Linked DNA regions of Mus musculus: region 1 is linked to region 2. A link is a contact called in public promoter capture Hi-C data. All regions are on one chromosome and are shown on one strand. The core of a region is the stretch at or near the end of the contact, and the rest is flanking DNA. Distances in the headings are between cores, read along the strand shown. Region 1 holds the start of Bend7 (BEN domain containing 7). Region 2 overlaps Gm36031 (a long non-coding RNA gene).

Region 1 (4,644 bases), core at 98-2,597, 900 kb before region 2:
GACCCAAGTTAATGCAAAGATATTTAAAGAGTGTGGGCTCATATTAGAACTTGTACCATTACCTCTGGGGAGGTTGGGGGGGGGGTATCACCATTCTCGATTATTAAGGTGATACATTTTGACAGGTGTTTCTTGTCCGAGTTGGCACCATTTTTTAAAGACTCAAATCAGGAAGATGGACTCGAACAAGAAACAGAACCCAGAGGAGATACTACTCAACTTTCTCCTCCCCGGACAAAATAAACGCCTATAAAGAGTGTGCTGTACACCTGTTAGTCGGCAGGACCAAGCTGGATTTTTCTTTATTTCTTGTGATGCGACACTTGTCTGACTGGTATACGAGATAATCTTAAAACTACCTTTCCACCCAAATCACTCAACTGGAAAAGATGCTGTATGTCAACAATTTCTGCCTTGAGCTTCGATTCCCTAATGAGCTGATTCTTCTTAAAAAGAACAATGATCATCTTTTTCTCTCCTCCTTCTCTTTGCGTGGGGGAAGGAAAAAAAAAACGAAAACAAAAACAAATCCCAGTCTATTCTCGGCCTGCCGGCCAGGCAAACCCTCAGCCACCCCAGCCCAGCGGCCGCCGTGGCGGCGGCACCCCAGAGTGGGCTCGGCTCCCCGGTGTCATTGTTTGCTAATTTCCTGACGTGCCCTCCGACTTGTTTACCTTCAATAACACCCGGTGGGTCCCCCTCAGGCACAACTTTCCCCGCGGCGGGGCGTGTGCGGCCCGCGGGGGGCCCGGGTTCGGGCGGGGACGAGGGGGTCGGGGCGGGCGCGCCCCCGGCGTGGAGCCCGCGGGCGGCCGGGGCGCGCGGGGCCGAGTGCGCGGAGCGCGGCGCCGGCTTCCCGCCGCTGTCCCCGGGCCGGCAGCTTACCTCGGCTCACCAGTTTGAAGCTCTGGGATTTCCTGCTTCTTTTCCTCTCCGAGAACTCCATGGTGCGGGCAAGGTGGCGGCGCGGCAGGAGACTGAGGCGGCGGCTGAGGCGGGCTCGTGTCACCGCCGCGGAGCCGCCGGGACCAAGGTCCGCGTCGCGATCGGCGGGGGAGGCCGAGGGACGGGAGGAACCACCGCGAGCCCGGCCGGGGGTTGCGCGCCCGGGGCGAAGTTGTCCCCGCGCGCGGCTCCGCCTCCCCGGTGTCTTAGGCGACCCCTCGGTGCCCCTTCATGCCGCCTCGCTCTTTCCCGAACGCAGCCCGCCGCAGCCCAACTTTCCGTTGGGAGCGGGGCCGGGCTGGGGCGCGGAGCTGTGGGGTGCTCGCCGCGGCCCGCCTGGGCTCAGCCTGCGGACGCGGCCCGGGGGACGCGGCGAGCCGAGGGAGGGCGGCGGCGGCGGGTGCGGAGCGGCGGCCGGGGCGCTGACCTCCCCCGCGGGAGTAGGGGCCGCGCCGTCGAAGGGGGCGGCGCCGCCGGGACCCCGGGACCACCTGCTGGCGGAGCCCGGCCGCCGCCATCCCCCGGGGGCCGCCGCCACTGCTGGACTCGGCCGTGCGGCGACCCGGCATGGGCCGGAGGCCGCGCGGTTCAGCGTCCGGAGCGGCCCGGGCCCGTGGAGCTGCCCCCCCGGACGGACGCCGCGCTCTGCCCGGCCTCCCTCTGCGGCTCCCGGAGGCGAACCTGCCTTTAGAAATAAGCCAGGGATCGTGGCTCCTTGGCGGCCAGCCCTCGCTCTGTCTGAGAGGCGGGCGGTGCCAGGGCCAGACGCGGATTTTAGGCAACTTTTAAGAGGGGGTGAAGAACTTACCCATCCGCGCTCTTGGAGCAAACAGAGAGAAATTTGAGCATGTACTGCTGAGAAGACTATGGGATGGAGCGAACATCAATTCTTATCCCCACCCTGGGGACTGTAGGGGAAGTTATATGCAAAGGGGGTGCTTGGAATGGTGTTTTGGGGAGAGGAATACTAGAGGTGAGGAGTGCAAGGGGGTGCAGGCTCTTAGGGAAACAGTGGTCATAGCAGGTGCATAGACTCTGCCACTTGACGCAGAAATACCAAAATAATTGCCGTCCGCCAATGGCCATTGGGAGTTTTATGTAATCTTTTTCTCTGGGGAGCCAAGTGTGCACTTACTGTAGGCGCCATTTCTTACCACATGTTTTAAGTGGGAATAGAAAAGATTTTTTACATCACCTGGGAATGGTAGTGTGGAAACATGATCTGACACGCTTAAAAGTACGGCCTCCAAATCTACGGTTTCTAGACCAAAGTACAAAGGGGAAGAAGGGATGGGCTGCTGCTCCAACACCTTAGGAAGGTCAGGTTGCTCCAAAGAATGCAGAGAAAAGGGGGGAGGGGGCTGGGGTGGGCTGTCTTGATGAATGATTGAGGTTAGTTGCACTCAAATGGACAGCCGTTCAAAAGCCACTCTGATAGAACCTTGACGTTAGAAGCAGGGTGACTACCAAGGAGCAAGCAGTGCAAACATGCCTGGGAAATAAAACCAAAGAACCGGTGAGCAGCAAGCCAGCTGGAGACAACAGGATAGACACGGGTGTGGATAGACACGGGTGTGGACACCCGGCAGTGTGGACACCCGGCTGGCCGCAGGGAGACCAAGCGCTTCATCCAGCTCTAAAGCAAATCACTTTAAGAGGGGATTCATTTTTTTTTTCCTACTTCTTTGAGATTATGTTAGAGGCTGAGTCCTTTTCCCAGAAAAGTGTATGGAAGAAATGAAATTGTATTTGGTGAAGTTCTTTGATCTCTTTAGAGTTAAAAGATGCAGTGAAGGGTTCAGTATGATAGTGGTTTGGGCAATAATCCCACTTGTTTCTTCCCCCACCTCCATTCAAAACCAGAATTTTATAAACCTGAAGGTGTCTGGGATGTTTCTAAAGTAAGAAAACATTCTACACCCCATTCTGGGGCCGTGAGAGATAGAGATAGAGATAGAGGGAGGGAGAGAGAGAGAGATCCCTTGTCAAATTTTATTCCAATAGTCACAGGCTGAGTACTACGCTAATTGAATAATGCAGAGTAGTCTCGCCTTGGAGCATAAAGTAAGCTTTTATTGTGCTTAAACTATGATGAAATCATTGAAGGTATCACCCCAAGAAGTACATCCCTAGGAAAGATATCATTCACTTTAAGTTCAAGCAGGAATGTGACTTCTACCTGCTGAAGGGAATATCCTCTATGTAGTTAAGGGGATATTTTAAGAGACTACCTAAAATTAATAGTAACTATGTCTTTGCCCTTTTGACTGAGCTCTTCAAAGATGGTCCATGAGTATCCACTCATGGTGTGTAAAGACTATGAAACAGCCTGTTCTATTGCTTTCTAGGGGATATCAACTAGTTTTATTTACTTTCTACTTGGTACACACCACTGTGGCTTTATCCAACAAATTTATGGATCTACAGTTAGTATTAAGTAATATCAAGCTGGAATTGCCTTGACTGGGTATGTATCTGTAATAGGTTGTGTAGGTTAACTTAGCAAAATATCACAGACTGCCTGACTTAAGAAATTTGCTTTCCTATCACTGCAAGGAGTCCAAGATCAAGGTCTGATACAGTCTGTCTCTGGGGAGGGAGGGATCTTTCCCTTGCTTGTAAACTGCTGCCTGTTGCCTGAGCATTCACAATTGGTATTTAAAAATGTTTTAGATTTATTATTTTATTAGTTTATGTTTATGTGTTTCACCCGAATGTGTGTATGAGCACCATGTGTGTGCCTGGTGCTCACAGAAGTCAGAAGAGGGCATTAGATCAGAACTGGATATGCAATGGCTGTGAGCCTCCACGTGGGGTGGGTGCTGGGAAGCAAACTTGGGTCTTCTGCATGAGCAACAAGTGCTCTCAGTTGCTGAGCTGGTTCCCCCGCACACTGACCTCCAACCTCCAGTTCCTCTTATAAGACTACACAATTTATGGACAAGAGCCTGCCCTTTTGGCTTCTTTTAACCTTAATTACTGTCGATTAGGACCTCATCTCCATATCCAGTCATTCAAGGTCGGGGCTTCAGCATAGAGATGTCGAGGGTCAGCACTGTTGGTTTGTTTGGATATAGTGTCTGGGTTGAGGTGTCCTAGCAAACTCTTTAGATCTAGCTCTGCTCAGTACTTACAGGTTCTCAGAAACTTCAGAACCACAGGTTTACATGTTCTGGAGCTCGGGGTAAGTCTGGGCAAATATTCCATGACATCATGCAGGCCAAACATCTTATTATATGGCCATTCCAAAACCAGGTTGATTATAAAGATTAAGCATAGGTTTTAATCTTTGACAAAGACAGGTAATTTGGCCAGAAAACATTAAATAACCGTAACATAAATCTTAAAATTCTCTGGAAACTATGTCGTAAGAGAAATAAATAGTATTATGAAAATTCCCATCTTTATTTAGCTCTCCCATTTCCCAAAAGAAATATAACATGAGCCATATGAATAATTTGGACTTTTGTATTAACATTAAAGAACAATCAAATTAAGTTCATTTCATAAATACATTTTGTTTAACTGAAACCATTAAACCATTGTCATTTGGACACGTAGCAGAATGTTCTTGAGATGTTTTATATTCTGTTTGTACAAAGTTTTGAAACTGGTGTGTGAGGTGTATTTTGCAGTTGGAGAACAAATCCATTCAAACTACCTACATTCCAGGTGCTCTATGGCGACCATACTGGGCAG
Region 2 (4,400 bases), core at 1,160-3,659:
CCAGAGATGCCAAACCACATGGGAAACCTATTGTGGCTCTGCCACAGACAGCTGTTTTGTTTTTGTTTTGTTTTGTTTTGTTTGTTTGTTTGTTTGTTTTTGTTTTTGTTTTTGTTTTTGTTTTTGTTTTACTAAACCTGGAATGGAGTTCTGGGGTAACAATGTATCCCCATCTGTAAACTATTCCACAACTGCTAGCACTCAGGTGACAAGAAACTTAAGTAGAGCTTTCCCAACATGAGGACCAGTGTTCTCCAACTTCTCTGTACTCTCCCGGCAAAAGGAAGGTAGCTATGACCACCGTTAGTCATGTAGATGGAAAACCCATTTAAGGGCTGTCGAGACAGCTCAGTCAGTAGAGGGCTTGGCACACAAGTACAAGAGCCAAGAGCCTAAGTTGGATTCAAGAGCAGATGTTTAACAAACAAACAAACAAGCAAACAAAAAGCTGTAGTAGCACGTTTAATTATAAACAGTTGAAAAAAGGAGACAGGAGGATACCTGGGGTTCACTGGGTAACCAAGTCTAGCCTACTTGGTGAGCTCCAAGCCTGAGAGCCTAATGCATAAAACAAGATGGATATCCAAGGTTGTTCTCTGCCCACCTCATATAACAAGTACCTGAACACAGTACACAAAGATTTCCAGCCCAGGCATCCAGCTACATGTAGCCTTCCTTCTTTATACAATCAACTCTGGACTGAGTCAGTTAAATGGTGAATGTCAGATTGCACTGATAATTTGCATAATTTTCTGCCTCTCCTAAACTGGGTCCAGCCTCTCCACAGGCAGATGGCTCTCACTGCCAAAGCGTTTTTCGGGCTCAGATTGCCTTTGCAGAATGCAATGGATGCCAAATTCAAAGCCACTGGATTTGGTAGAAATCATTAAGGACGTATCTGGCTGTGTGTGAGAACAGCCATTTTAGTCAGGAGATTCTCAGGAAATTCCTAGGTTTGGAAACACTAGAACCCAAGGAACACTAGACATGGTAACAGACAACAAAGGGACTGGGGACTGAGACCTAAGAAACACTAGGCATAGCTCTTGCACATAGGCCATGAGCCCTGAACTGGTTTTTCTCAGGCTGAACTTAGCACAATGGAGAAAGGAGCTTCCAAGGCCAAGGACTTATCCTCTAGTCCCCAGAGTTTATGATCCCATTTCTAGACTGTAACGTTGTTTTGACTAAATTTTCTGGACCTCCTTCCAGAGTCACCATGAGCCTTGCACAAGTGCTTGCATGCACAGACACACCACACACACACACACACACACACACACACACACACACCACATAAAGCACACATACACACACATGTACCACACACAAGCAGACACACACCACACACACACATACCACACAAGCACACACACACACCACACACACATACACACACCACACACACATACACACACCACACAAGCATACACACCACACCCCCACACACACACACACCACACAAACACATACCACACACACCACACAAATACCACACACACACACACTACTTCTGGTCACTACAGAGTGTCCAATGCTGCTTCCAGCTCCACCACCAGGCCACAAAGGATGCTGAGGTATGTGTGTCTGTAGAAGAAAACAGAAGCCTCTGGGAGACAGACACAGAGAAAGGACCAGGCTCTGTCTAGACTTCACAATGAAGCTAAAATTTCACACAACATTAAAAAGAAAAACATGAGCATCATGGAGACCTCCAAAGAGACTGTCACCCTCGGTGTCCCCTTCTTCACCGGAGGTGACACTACTAAGACGAAGAAGAGAGCTTTCCTTTCCTATGTGATCTTTCCATTTCCTTCCCAGTATTGGTCGCCATTGTCTTCCCGGTTTTAAAAGCAAGCTCTGGCCTTCTCACGAGACTGTCTCCTTAGTTCTTTGCCTGCCAGACACTGGCCCTTGCTGGAAAACAACAGCCCTCATCTAAGCCCTCATTTCTCTGACTTGCTAGCTGCGTGTGAATAATGTCAGCTTCTTCCTGTCTGCCATGAGCCCTTGCCACCTGATCTGTGAAATCCCTCAGTTCACCTCGGCATCGCAGTGACCCTCGGAGGAGCAGTGGGGACTCTGTCACTCTCTTCTATTCCACAGGAATAAAAATTCAGGACCAACCCAGATTGCCTTCCAGATGGGGACGAGATAAAAGGGTTTGAATGCAGTCACATGGCTAAATTAAGAAGCAGATAGAAATAGAACAAAATGAAGCTGGGGCTGAGAGTTGGGGAGCAAATACTTTGTGGGCGAGCCAGAACTCAGTGATGCAGGCCTCTGCTGCCTGAGATCTAATTTGCAATGCCACAAAGAATTCTCTGGTTCAGATTTCCTTTGCTCCTCACTTTCTGTTCCCAGTCAGAAGCCACTGAAGCTGGCTAAGATCCCAGACAGGGCAGGCCTTTAGATCTTAAGAAGAGAGGGACCTCTAGTGTTGAGTTACTTGTCTACTGCTCGCTGTTGCTGTTCACCCCCATATTTACCTCTTACCTTGTGATTATTAGAGTTTCTTTGAAGGCTAGTATTCATTTAAATGTTAAAATTTAAATTTAAATTTAAATTTAAAATGTTAAAAGTGGGTTTTTCTCCCTTCCTGGAAAACTAAGAAAATTGAGAATGGGTAAATATAAGCCAACATACTAGTTTAAAGAAGACTTGAGCAAAATGTCACGTGATTAAAAAGTATTATTAGACACCTATAAGGTGCTCAGTAGTTAAGAGCACTTGCTGCTCTTCCAGAGGACCTGGGTTCAGTTCTCAGCACTCACATCAGGAGGCTCACAACCATCTGTGACTCCAGCTGCAGGGGATCCAACACCCTCTTCTGGACTCTGCCATCATCAGCGATACACGTGGTACACATACACATGTGCAGGCAAATACTCAAATGTAGGAAATAAAAATAATAGATTTTTTAAGCATCCATTAAACCTTTGACCTTAGCATAGGGACTAAAAGCCATTTCAATAAGTCTGGAACATGAAAATATAATCATAATACCAGTTTTTCAGTAGGTTCCGGAAAGCACCGATCCCGCTCTCTGTCAGGCTGAATGTGGGTTTGTGTAGGCCACAGCTAGGAAACATAAACAAAGGAAGGTGTGGCAGTTCCTCCTTCCTGGCGGTGATTCTCGGTTGTTGATTCATCCGAATACTTCGCAAAGTATCTTCTGTGACCAGATCCAATCAGATGCACCTGGTCCAAGGATTCACAGAAGGGGATGGTATCATTGTGGCTCAGAGGTCACTGTTAGCTTTCTGCCACTAGCATAAATATCTGAGATGATCTACTTACAAAGAGGAAAGAAAAGCTCCATTTACAAAGATATATTTAGGTTTGGGGGTCTGCATTGGTTACTATTGCTCTAGGGTCTGTTGCATCTAGTCCTCTCATGGCGGGGAGCGTGTGGTAGGGCAGAGCTATCCACTTATGGTGCAAAGGCAGAAGAAAGGGGAAGGGGCTGAGGTGCCATCTACTGTCCTCTTTGAAGAGGCCTGAGCACCGCCACTGGAGGCAGCTTCTGGTGCACACCTGCAGTCCCAGCACTCAAAGAGAACAGAGACCTGCTGTGTGTTCAAGACCAGCCTGGGCTACCTAGCAAGTATTAAGTGGCTTGAGCTGCACACCAAGACCTCGCCTTAAAAACAGCAAAATCGCTTCCATTAGGCCCTTCCCCCACCCCTAAAAGGTTCTACTTCCACCCCATAGTGCCACACAGGGAGCAACGCCTTCATCATATGGACCCATTATATTCCAGTATAACTGTAAATTATACTAGCTACCAAGAGTAGCAAGAGATAGTTCAAATCCATGAGACCGCCTATGTTTGGAAAATGAAATAATTAATATTCATTGTCAATTAGATCAAATTTAGAATCACCCAGGAGATACACCTCTAGGTATGACTGTGAAGGTTTCCAGAGAGATTCAACTGGTAAACAAGACTTGGGTTGAATATGGGCATCATTATCAAATGGGTATGCATCCTAGATTGTATAAAAAGGAAGAACAGAAGAAAAAAACTAGTAAACAGACCAACAGATTCATCTCCTCTGCTTCCTGGCCATGGGCACAATATAACCACCTGCCTGAAGCCCTTGCCACTACAGCTAAAGTCATTGTCACCTTCGTGCCACCTCACCACGAAGGACTATATCCTTTGTCACACCCTTCCTTAAGTTGCTTTCATCAGATATTTTATCAGAGTAACACAAAATAACTGATGCATGGAAGTAAACCAGCAACACCCATCATGCCTTAAGATGGGGGCAGCCAGAGGACTAGGCTCAGGTTTTAACCACAATGGCCGATCAGATGCATCCGGTTCAAGGATTCACAGAGAGGGGTGTTCTTGGGTTTAATCTTCAGAGGTGAATACTAGTTCTTGGGCTTGA

What was found. Promoter capture Hi-C pulls out the DNA fragments that hold promoters and counts their contacts.
Region 1: a promoter capture Hi-C map of hippocampal neurons shows a contact between it and region 2, with 4 times the contacts expected there. The contact joins the promoter of Bend7 here to the enhancer-like site in region 2. A contact is called at or near these places in 2 of 39 promoter capture datasets (cranial neural crest and hippocampal neurons), 2 of 484 Hi-C or Micro-C datasets (adipose-derived mesenchymal stem cells and embryonic fibroblasts) and 1 of 115 datasets of contacts at active chromatin or transcription factors (astrocytes).

What each region holds. Positions count from the first base shown.
Region 1 is chr2:4,714,534-4,719,177 of GRCm38.p6, reverse strand. It overlaps Bend7 (BEN domain containing 7), which reads right to left and starts at 1,347. Exons shown (of 9, transcript NM_178663.4): 1 at 886-1,347. The coding sequence starts at 946.
Region 2 is chr2:3,814,235-3,818,634 of GRCm38.p6, reverse strand. It overlaps Gm36031 (a long non-coding RNA gene), which reads right to left. Exons shown (of 5, transcript XR_373951.3): 4 at 3,007-3,201. Among named protein-coding and RNA genes, the nearest start is that of Gm36031, 8.6 kb to the right of the region's middle. Within about 2 kb of position 2,409, at least 44 of the 459 cell types and tissues checked have an H3K27ac peak or open chromatin away from gene starts, as enhancers often do. A contact at or near this core is called in hippocampal neurons, where this site is marked.